2 separate regions of the Canis lupus genome follow, and region 1 is linked to region 2. The links are chromatin contacts, called in public Hi-C maps. All regions are on one chromosome and are shown on one strand. The core of a region is the stretch at or near the end of the contact, and the rest is flanking DNA. Distances in the headings are between cores, read along the strand shown.

Region 1 (4,218 bases), core at 589-3,088, 100 kb after region 2:
GCTCAGTGGCAAGCAGCATGATGTGATGAATTAGTGCCATCTACTGTGAGCAAAGAAAAGGCAAATGGCCCGACATCCTTGCCACCCCTGTGGTACACCAGGTGGTCACTTCCAGATCCCCCTAAAAAGCCAGAATTTGAGAACAGACCCAGCTCAGAAACTTTTGGTATCACATCCTTCCTTTGTTCCTCCATATATGAAAAACTTGGATTCATCTCTCTATCATCTGGGAAATTGGGATTAGACTATTAAGGTTTCAACTTGGGTGGGATAAAAGGAGAGTTAACTGGTTGGCTCTCCTTTTCTCTGCTGTATTCTGAGGGTAAAAAAATGTGTCTTGCATATGTTGGTGTTCTGTTACTTCCACGTGGCCTTGGCGTCCCTTCAGCATGGGGTCCATGGTGGGAGGAAAGGGTGGGTGCTGAGGAAATTGCTTTAAGCAGAAATCATCTTGTTTCCATTCACTAAGAGCTGTTCTTGGAGCCCTCTCCAGGTCCCCTGCCTGTGCTCAATGCCCTTGGAACTGTATGCCAGGAAACAATATGATCTTTCTAATTGGACAAGTGGGAGGAGAGGGACTGGGTGAGCCAGGATGGGCCGGCAGTTGACACTTAAAAATAGATCTTTTTCCTCATGAATAAACCATTTTGGGGGGACGACATGCCTTGCACATTTCTAACCATCCCAGGCAAGTGGACGGAGGAGGCCAGCCGGGCAGGGTGCAGCCAGGTGGGTGGAATGCCTGCAGAGTGGGGTTGCCATGGCAACTCGGCCCCTTGGAGAGCTTCGGAGCCCTCCAGAGAGCATGGGCTGCTCTCAGATCTGAGGCCAAAGTGTATGTTCCAGTAGAGGATGGGTGGGGAAGTGTGGAGGTGGGAGGAGAAAGGCCTGGGAGCAGTGCTTCGTACCCTTTACTGTGCCTGTGAATGTTAAATACAGAATCAGATTCAGGAGGTCTGGCTGGGGTCTGGGGCTCTGCATTTCTTGCAAGTTCCAGGGCGATGCCGATGCTTCTGATCCAGGGGACACGCTTTGAGTGGCAGAGGATTAGAGTGCACTGTGATCTTCAGGCCTCTGAGGAAGGGTCAAGGTGCTCCGACAGGAGAATTACCTCCACTCCCTTTTTAATCATCTTGTATTTGGCCTAAGCTAAATAAAAGACCGAGGCTCTGACAGCTGCTCCCAGTTATATTGACGCTGTTCCCTGAGCCTGGTGGTGGTGTTCCGGACACTTGACCGGAACAACAAGATTACAAGGGTTGTGTTGTACTATTTTACTGGTAAGATGTGCATATATTTGGGCAAACCCTGACCACTGTAGATGTAATGACTAATCCAGTAAAGCACAAGCCTGTGCTTGTTGACGTATATGGAGACTCTTCTAAAGTAACAGAGCAGACTTTACCAAAATTGTAAGGGCAAAAGAATAGTCCAGACACTAAAGCTGTGAGGTGAAAGTTGTTCTGATAATTTTAAAGCCTTTATGACCATATAGGTAGCTTGCAACGTGACGGGGGAATAAGATAGTCCTTGAGAGGCCAGGATTCTGTTTCCATCTGTAGGACAATGAGTGTGACAGGCCCTGGTTGAGACTAGGGGGAAAACGTTGAGCTGGCTCTCTGAGCTGTTGGAGTTTCTTCTAGAGATGAGGAGAAACTTGTGCTCCCATCTCCCTGAAGACTTCCTTGGTGGGGAGGTCATCTTGCTGGGGCATCTGGCTGACGAAGAGCAGAGGCAACAACAGTTGGCAGAGCCCTAGCTTGGTTCCACTTGACTCTCTCCCTCGGGAGCTTGTCCCCCGTGCTGTTGCGGGCCACCCCAACTCACTGCGTGATCACGTTTGGTTGTCGGGCTGATTTCCATCTATGGCATTGGTCTGATCCTTGGCACGGGCCCCTGAGGAACCGTAGTGAAATGTGGCTGCAGAAGCCATGACTGAGTGATCCTCATAGAAGGAAGCCTGGTGAACTCCCTTTGTGTGGGTCTTTTGATGGACTCCCACTTCCTGAGGGGCAATGCCTGCGCCTCTTCGGGGGTATGAACAGCCAGTCTGATTATTAAAACTCTGAGGGCAGTAGGTTCCCGCTTGTGATTTTGATTGTGTTCTAGAAAGCGTTCCCCAGTGTGTCAGCATCCAGAGCCTGTTGTCATGTGGCAGTGGAGTAGTGAGTCAGGCCTGTGGAGGGGCCCATAGCCGGGCCGTGGGGAGGAGGGACCACGGGAACGGAGTCCAGGGCCAGCAGGCATGATGCGCCTGTGGTTAGTGTATGGGAGTTCCACACCAGGCTTGGCAGGGGAGCAAGCCCTAGACCTCCCTCGCTTCCTCTGCAGGGGGCTGCAGGGCTGGGAAGGCATCAGTGAGTGGGTGGGGATGGGATTTACAGGCAGAGCTGGGGCCCCAGACAAGGGGCTGGCTGGGGGGAGCCCCGGTGGATAGGTTTTCTCCCCTGGCTGTTGGCTCTGGTGGGGAAGGGGCCCTAGATCTTGGTACTTCTCCGTTCCCCCCTCCCCTTTGTGGGGAACTGGGGCAATGAGGCGAGCAGGAGCCGAGACCGAGGTCGGGGGGGGGGGGGGGGGGGTGTCTCTGCACCAGAGGGGGTTTCCTGAGGATTATCTTTATCTGTTTCCTCGCACAGTGAATCACCCAGGGTCAGAGTCCTGGGGAGGCGTGGGGGCCCCATGCATCGAATGCTAAGTGTAGTGTTCCAGGTCCGAGCTGTCTCTGATTCATTGGCAAAACCACTCCTTATGTCTCACCTGTGGTGTGTGCTAAGGTTCAGGTGAAGCCTCCTTTCCTTTTGTGGGAAACAGAGAGCTAAAATGTAATGGGGAGCAGTCCTGGGACCCTGGAAAATAGGGTTTCTTCCTGGTTCCTCCTAAGAAGTTGATGGATTTTCTTCTTACATTCCAGCAAACTTGTTCAGCTTGAAACAAAAATGTTATTAAAAGCTTTTAAGTTTTGCCATGGACTTACAATACAGGGCAAAAAATAATATTCTAAGATTTGAAAAGCTTAAGTTGAGGCGCTGTGTGATTTTGGCAGTTTCTCTAAGTGAAATCCCTGGGCCTCGTCACAGCCCCCCCTCCCCGTCACGGGTTGGCAGGAGCAGGAAGTTGCACCAGAGCCAGTGGGGGGCGTGGGGGGCAGCAAAGGCCTGGCTTGGCAGAGGAAGCCCAGGGCCCCAGGGGCCGTGGGGGCCAAAGCTTAGGCCCCTGCTCCCCCACGACCTGCAGCCAGCTCAGTAACAGGGGAAGTAGGGACGATTGACTCCACATCTGGAGTTCTGCCTTTATGTTCCTGTTTTGCTTTGACTCTGAGGGACAGGTTGGGAAAAGAAAACCCAGCAGTCACACCGTGAGTGAGTCAGCGCCAGGGATGGGTGAGGCTTGAGGACAGGGAATCACTGAGTCACGGACACTGGAGCCGTGATGGTCCCTCGACAGTAGGCTTTCCAGCAGCTTCCTTTGGGCAGGAACTGGCCGAGACCCCAGAGAGCAAAACCACTCACCCAAGGTCGCGCAGCTGGCTAGGGGAGCATGCTCCTGGACTCCCGATCCAGTGCTCCCTTCTGCGTGCCAGTGTGCCTCCCAGGATCCCACTGACCTCCTGTTCCTCTCTGGGGCCCTCAGCACACTGCTGGGTCCAGGCCCCGGAAGCCACCCAGGCCTGACCTTTTAGCCTTTGGCTCCCAGGGGCTTCTCGTGTTTTCCCTCCAGGAGGGACTGCAGGTCCGAGGTCCCTCCACGTGTAACTTCTCAGGGGCCTGGTGGCCAGCAGCACTGCCCGTCCCTTCCGTCTGCCCCCATGCCAGCATCTGGTGTCAGCGCCGGTGTGGCCGCAGCAGCACGGCCGCTTCTTCCTAGGGGCCCCCTGCGTGCTTCTCTCCTCAGTTGCCCGAGGAGCTGCGGGGCGAGCCACCCTGCCGGGGCCCATGGCTGGAGCCGGGGCTGGGCGCCCCCTTCCCCGGGAGCCACGGCTGGCGGTCCCAGTAGTGAGTGCCCGCAGGCCTGCAGGCGGTGCCGGGGCCCAGGTCTGCGAACCGAGTAAAACCGCTTTAGTTCTGGGAATGAAAAGAAACAATTTGAGGTGTTGATAAATGCTTGGCCCATCTCTCTTCCTCTTTTCCGAGCCGATCCTGCCGACGGAGGTTTTGGCACGTGGCTTATTGCTTCACGGCCCCGGCGGCTGCCAGACGGAAAGGGGGAAAGGGCCCTTCT
Region 2 (4,129 bases), core at 359-2,858:
TGGATTGGTTTGGCCATGAGTTCTAACTTGGAAGGATTTATGGTGAGGGGGGTATTCACCTCTTATATTTGTATATTTTGTGCTTATCTTCCCAGGGCAACAGCCTCAAACAACTCTCCTTCCAATCTCTCCATCGGTGACCGCTGTCGTTTTTTAAACGTAAAGGCCTATATTTATATTTACTGTAATATTTACTAGGAATTCAACATGACTCGTAAACTCTGCTAGTATGTTTTTTTGGAATGGTTACAGCTTTTGTTAGTGTTCCAGTTGCAATGTTATGTGGATTTGGAGTTGGGGGTGCCTGGGGGTCTCAGCCCGGGGAGGGCATGACTGCTGGTTTTGGCTGAGGTCATGATCTCAGGGCGGTGGAATTGAGCCCCAGGTCTGGCTCCAAGATCAGGGGGGAGTCTGCTTGAGATTCTCCTCCTCTGCCCCTCCCCTCAGTAGTGCACATGCTCGCTCGCTCTAAAATAAATAAATAAATCTTAAAAAAAATTGATTTGGAATCCTTTGTTGCTAACCCCATTTCCCCCATAAGCCTTGTTATTTCTAGCGTATGATTTCACAAAAATTGGAAGAACACGTACATCCTTTTATAGAAGAAATGTACTACAAACTCTTTTCAACGAAGATAAGTAGAATTTGGCTGGGGTGGGGTGGGGTGGGGTGGGGTGGGGGGAGATAAAAGAGAGCATTCCAGTTCTGGCAAGAGCATCAGCAGCTCCCAAGTGGATACAGTGTGGAACCTTCTGGGAGGGGGGGAGGAGTCCCCACTGGCAAGCTAAGCTCTGAGGAGTGGGCAAGGGGGTGGTTTTGAATAGAAGAGTTTTAAATTCGGAATTCTCTGTGGTAAAGGGCTTCCGAGAGCTTCTGGAACAGGAAGCGGCCTGCCTGGGCCGCGTTCTAGACCCGTGACCCGCAGGCCAGGCGGGTGGGGAAGGGATGCGGTGCTAGGGACGCGGCGAGGGCCCTCAAAGCACGGAAGGTGGCAGTGGGCCAGGCCAGCATGTGCGGCCCCGGGGACCCTACCCCGAGAATCGGCGGGGCAGGAGCTGGGCCGCGGGGTCTGCGCTCAGGCAGGTGGTGGAGAAAGGAACCCCGGACGCGAGGCGGGGACGCGGGGGCCGGGGTGCTCCTCGGGGCCTCGGACGGCTGTCGCCCGAGCTCGTGGCCGTCGGTCCCGTGCTTGCTGGCAGCCCGGGGGCTGGCGGAGGGGAGCGGCGCGTGGGCCCCTCGGGGGCAGGGACGCCCGGGCGGGGGGCGCGGAGCCCGCGGGCGGGGAGGAGGGTGAGGCCGGGGATCCCCGCCCCGGCGTCTTCCCGCGCGGCCCCCCGGAGCTGCCCCCGGGCCCCGCCCCCCGGGATCCCCTTTCGCCGCCAGCCCCGGGCCCCGCAGGCCACGCCCCGGCGCCCCGCCCCCCGCCGCGGGACAGCCCGGCCGACCCTCCCCAGCGCCGGCCCCGGAGCGGGACGCGGGCGGCCACCGGGCGGCGGGGCCGGTCCGGGCGGGAGGCTCGGCGGCCGGGCTCTGGCCCCGCCCCGCCCCTCTCCGCCCCCCGCCCGCCGGCCGCCGAGGGCGGCGCTCCCGCCTCGCCGCCTCCCCGCGCGCCCTCCTCCCCGCCTTCCCGAGCGGCCGGCGGCCAGGCGGACCGGGAGCCCCGGGGGCGGCGAGCCCGGAGCCCGGTGAGTCGGGGTGGTGGGGCCGGGAGGGGCACCGGGACCGGGACCGGGACCGGGAGGGGGACCGGGAAGGGGCGGCGGACCCGGACCGGGACTGGGAGGGGGCGGCGGACCCGGACCGGGACCGGGAGGGGGACCGGGACCGGGAGGGGGACCGGGAAGGGGCGGCGGGCCCGGACCGGGACCGGGACCGGGAAGTGGGACCGGGAGGGGGCGGCGGACCGGGACCGGGACGGGGAGGGGGACCAGGACCGGGAGGGGGCGGCGGACCGGGACCGGGACCAGGACCGAGAAGGGGACCAGGAGGGGGCGGCGGACCGGGACCGCGACCAGGACCGAGAAGGGGACCAGGAGCGGGCGGCGGACCGGGACCGGGACCGGGACCGGGACCGCGACCGGGCCGGGCCGGGCGTCGGATGCTGGAGCGGGAGCGGGCGGGCTCCGGGCGGCGGGGCCGCAGCTCGGGGGCCGCCGGGGCCGGGGCCGGGGCCGGGGCCGGGGTCGGGGCCGGGGCCGGGGTCGGGTTCGGGGCACGGCGGCCCCACGCCCCGGTCTGCGCCCCGGGCCGCGGCTCGGGTCCGAGGGCCAGAAGAGCGAAGGGCCGTCCTCCTCCGACCGTTGTCCGGGCCCAGGGCGGCCCCGGGTCGGGCGCGAGCTGCCCCGCGGCACACGGCGAGGCGCGGTCGGGCCCGGGCCGCTTCCTGCGTTTCCCGTCCTCTTTCTCCGGTCGTGGGCGTAGCTCGCAGGTCGGCCTCGGGGACCCGCGCGTGGAAGTAGAACTTGGGTCTGGGACCGCAGAGCAGCCGGCGTGGACGGGAGTGTGCGGAGCGGGAGCGAGGAGGTGTGAGCGCGGCCGGGTCCCCCCTCCCCGCCCCCGCCCCGGGGCCGCTACCTCACGGCGGCGGCGGCGGCGGCCCCAGGCCCTTGGCTCTCGCGGCGGAGCGCCGCCAGGGCTCCGCGAGGGTCAGTGCCGAGGTTTTGGCGCTAACCTTTCCTGGGTGTTTCTGAATTGTTTCCTCCTGGTCTTGAAAAAAAAAAAAAAAGACTTCTTTTCAAGTTTACCAGATAGGGAACACATGGCTAGTGGGAAGAATAAATGAAAGATACAGAAAAGAAATAAAGTCCAAGATTCTCATTTCTTTCTCTCTTTCTCTCTCTTTTCTTTTCTTTTCTTTCTTTCTTTCTTTCTTTCTTTCTTTCTTTCTTTCTTTCTTTCTTTCTTTCTTTCTTTCTTTCTTTCTTTCTTTCTTTCTTTCTTTCTTTCTTTCTTCCTTCCTTTTCTTCCTTCCTTTCCTTCCTTTCCTTCCTTTCTTGAGAGACTCAGAGACCCAGGCAGAGGGAGCAGCAGGCCCCACGCAGGGAGCCCGATGCGGGACTCGATCCCGGGTCCCCCGGGGTCACGACCTGGGCCGAACCGCCAAGCCACCCAGGCGACCCCAAGACTCTCACTTCTTTTTGCTGTCAGACTGTGATAGGTTTGTGATTCATCTATTCAGAAATCTGATGCTAATGAAATATTTGAGGGATTTGAAGTAATATCACTGTTGTGGTATAATATTTTTTTCTAAGTGGTCACAACAGAGGGCACGTAGTGTGTGTGGTTGTGGTTTGCAAAAGGTGCAGCAAACCTTTTATGCCAGGAAAGAAGACATGGTATGTTGCGGGAGATGATGCGGGTGGGGAGGGAGAATCATTTGTCTTTAGAGCAGTCCAATTAGGAAGAATAATTACTCTACAAATGAACATTCTCAAATATAATTTGAAACATGGTCCATGAACCAGTAATTTGTCTTTAGGAGGCAAAAAGGATCTTTGTGGTTGAGAGCAAAGCGATACCTTCTGGAAAAAGTAATGTATACTGCTCATCCACATAGATGGCCTCAAAATTGATGGCACTTGCCTACGAAGACGTGTGGACTGATGAATTAAAGAGAATTCACTGTAGAAACTGGATAGGCCAGAAAAGAAAATTCCGTAGTAGAAGACAGAAAAACAACATATAGAACAGTATGTAGTCCTTTTTAATGAACATTGTGTGCAGCTTCTCAAATTCTTTATTGCAAAGAATTGACCCAGTAGGAGGCCAAAATACTGGAGACTCAAATTGGTGCTGCCACTTACTGTCTGAACTTTGGACAAGTTACTTAAGTCCTCTCAGCCTTGGTTTCTGTGTCTCTAAATTGGTGGCACTAAGAGTTCAAGTCAAAGACTAACTTTAAGATTAACTAGGATTACTTTTGTATAGAGTTTGGGGTGGTGCCTTGTGCTAAGTGCTCAGAAAATGTTAAATGTTGATTGTCAAGTATTTCAAATGCCCTAGAAAAAGCAATGCCATTCAAAGAGCCTGAATGGATACCTGATTTAGAGCGAACTCTGGTTGCTTAGGCAGACGGTGTGTTGAGGCTGTACCCCTGCCTCTGGCAGCCCACAGACAGGAATACTTGATC

The links. A called contact is a pair of places that touch in the nucleus more often than the background predicts.
Region 1: a contact with region 2 is called in a Hi-C map of skin fibroblasts, with 1.9 times the contacts expected there. The contact joins the enhancer-like site here to the promoter of LHFPL2 in region 2. A contact is called at or near these places in 2 of 9 Hi-C or Micro-C datasets (amygdala and skin fibroblasts).

The regions. Positions count from the first base shown.
Region 1 is chr3:28,391,608-28,395,825 of UU_Cfam_GSD_1.0, forward strand. The region is part of intron 3 of LHFPL2 (LHFPL tetraspan subfamily member 2 protein); the gene reads left to right. Among named protein-coding and RNA genes, the nearest start is that of LHFPL2, 100 kb to the left of the region's middle. Within about 2 kb of position 1,839, at least 4 of the 20 cell types and tissues checked have an H3K27ac peak or open chromatin away from gene starts, as enhancers often do.
Region 2 is chr3:28,289,516-28,293,644 of UU_Cfam_GSD_1.0, forward strand. It overlaps LHFPL2 (LHFPL tetraspan subfamily member 2 protein), which reads left to right and starts at 1,609. Exons shown (of 5, transcript XM_038532483.1): 1 at 1,609-1,685.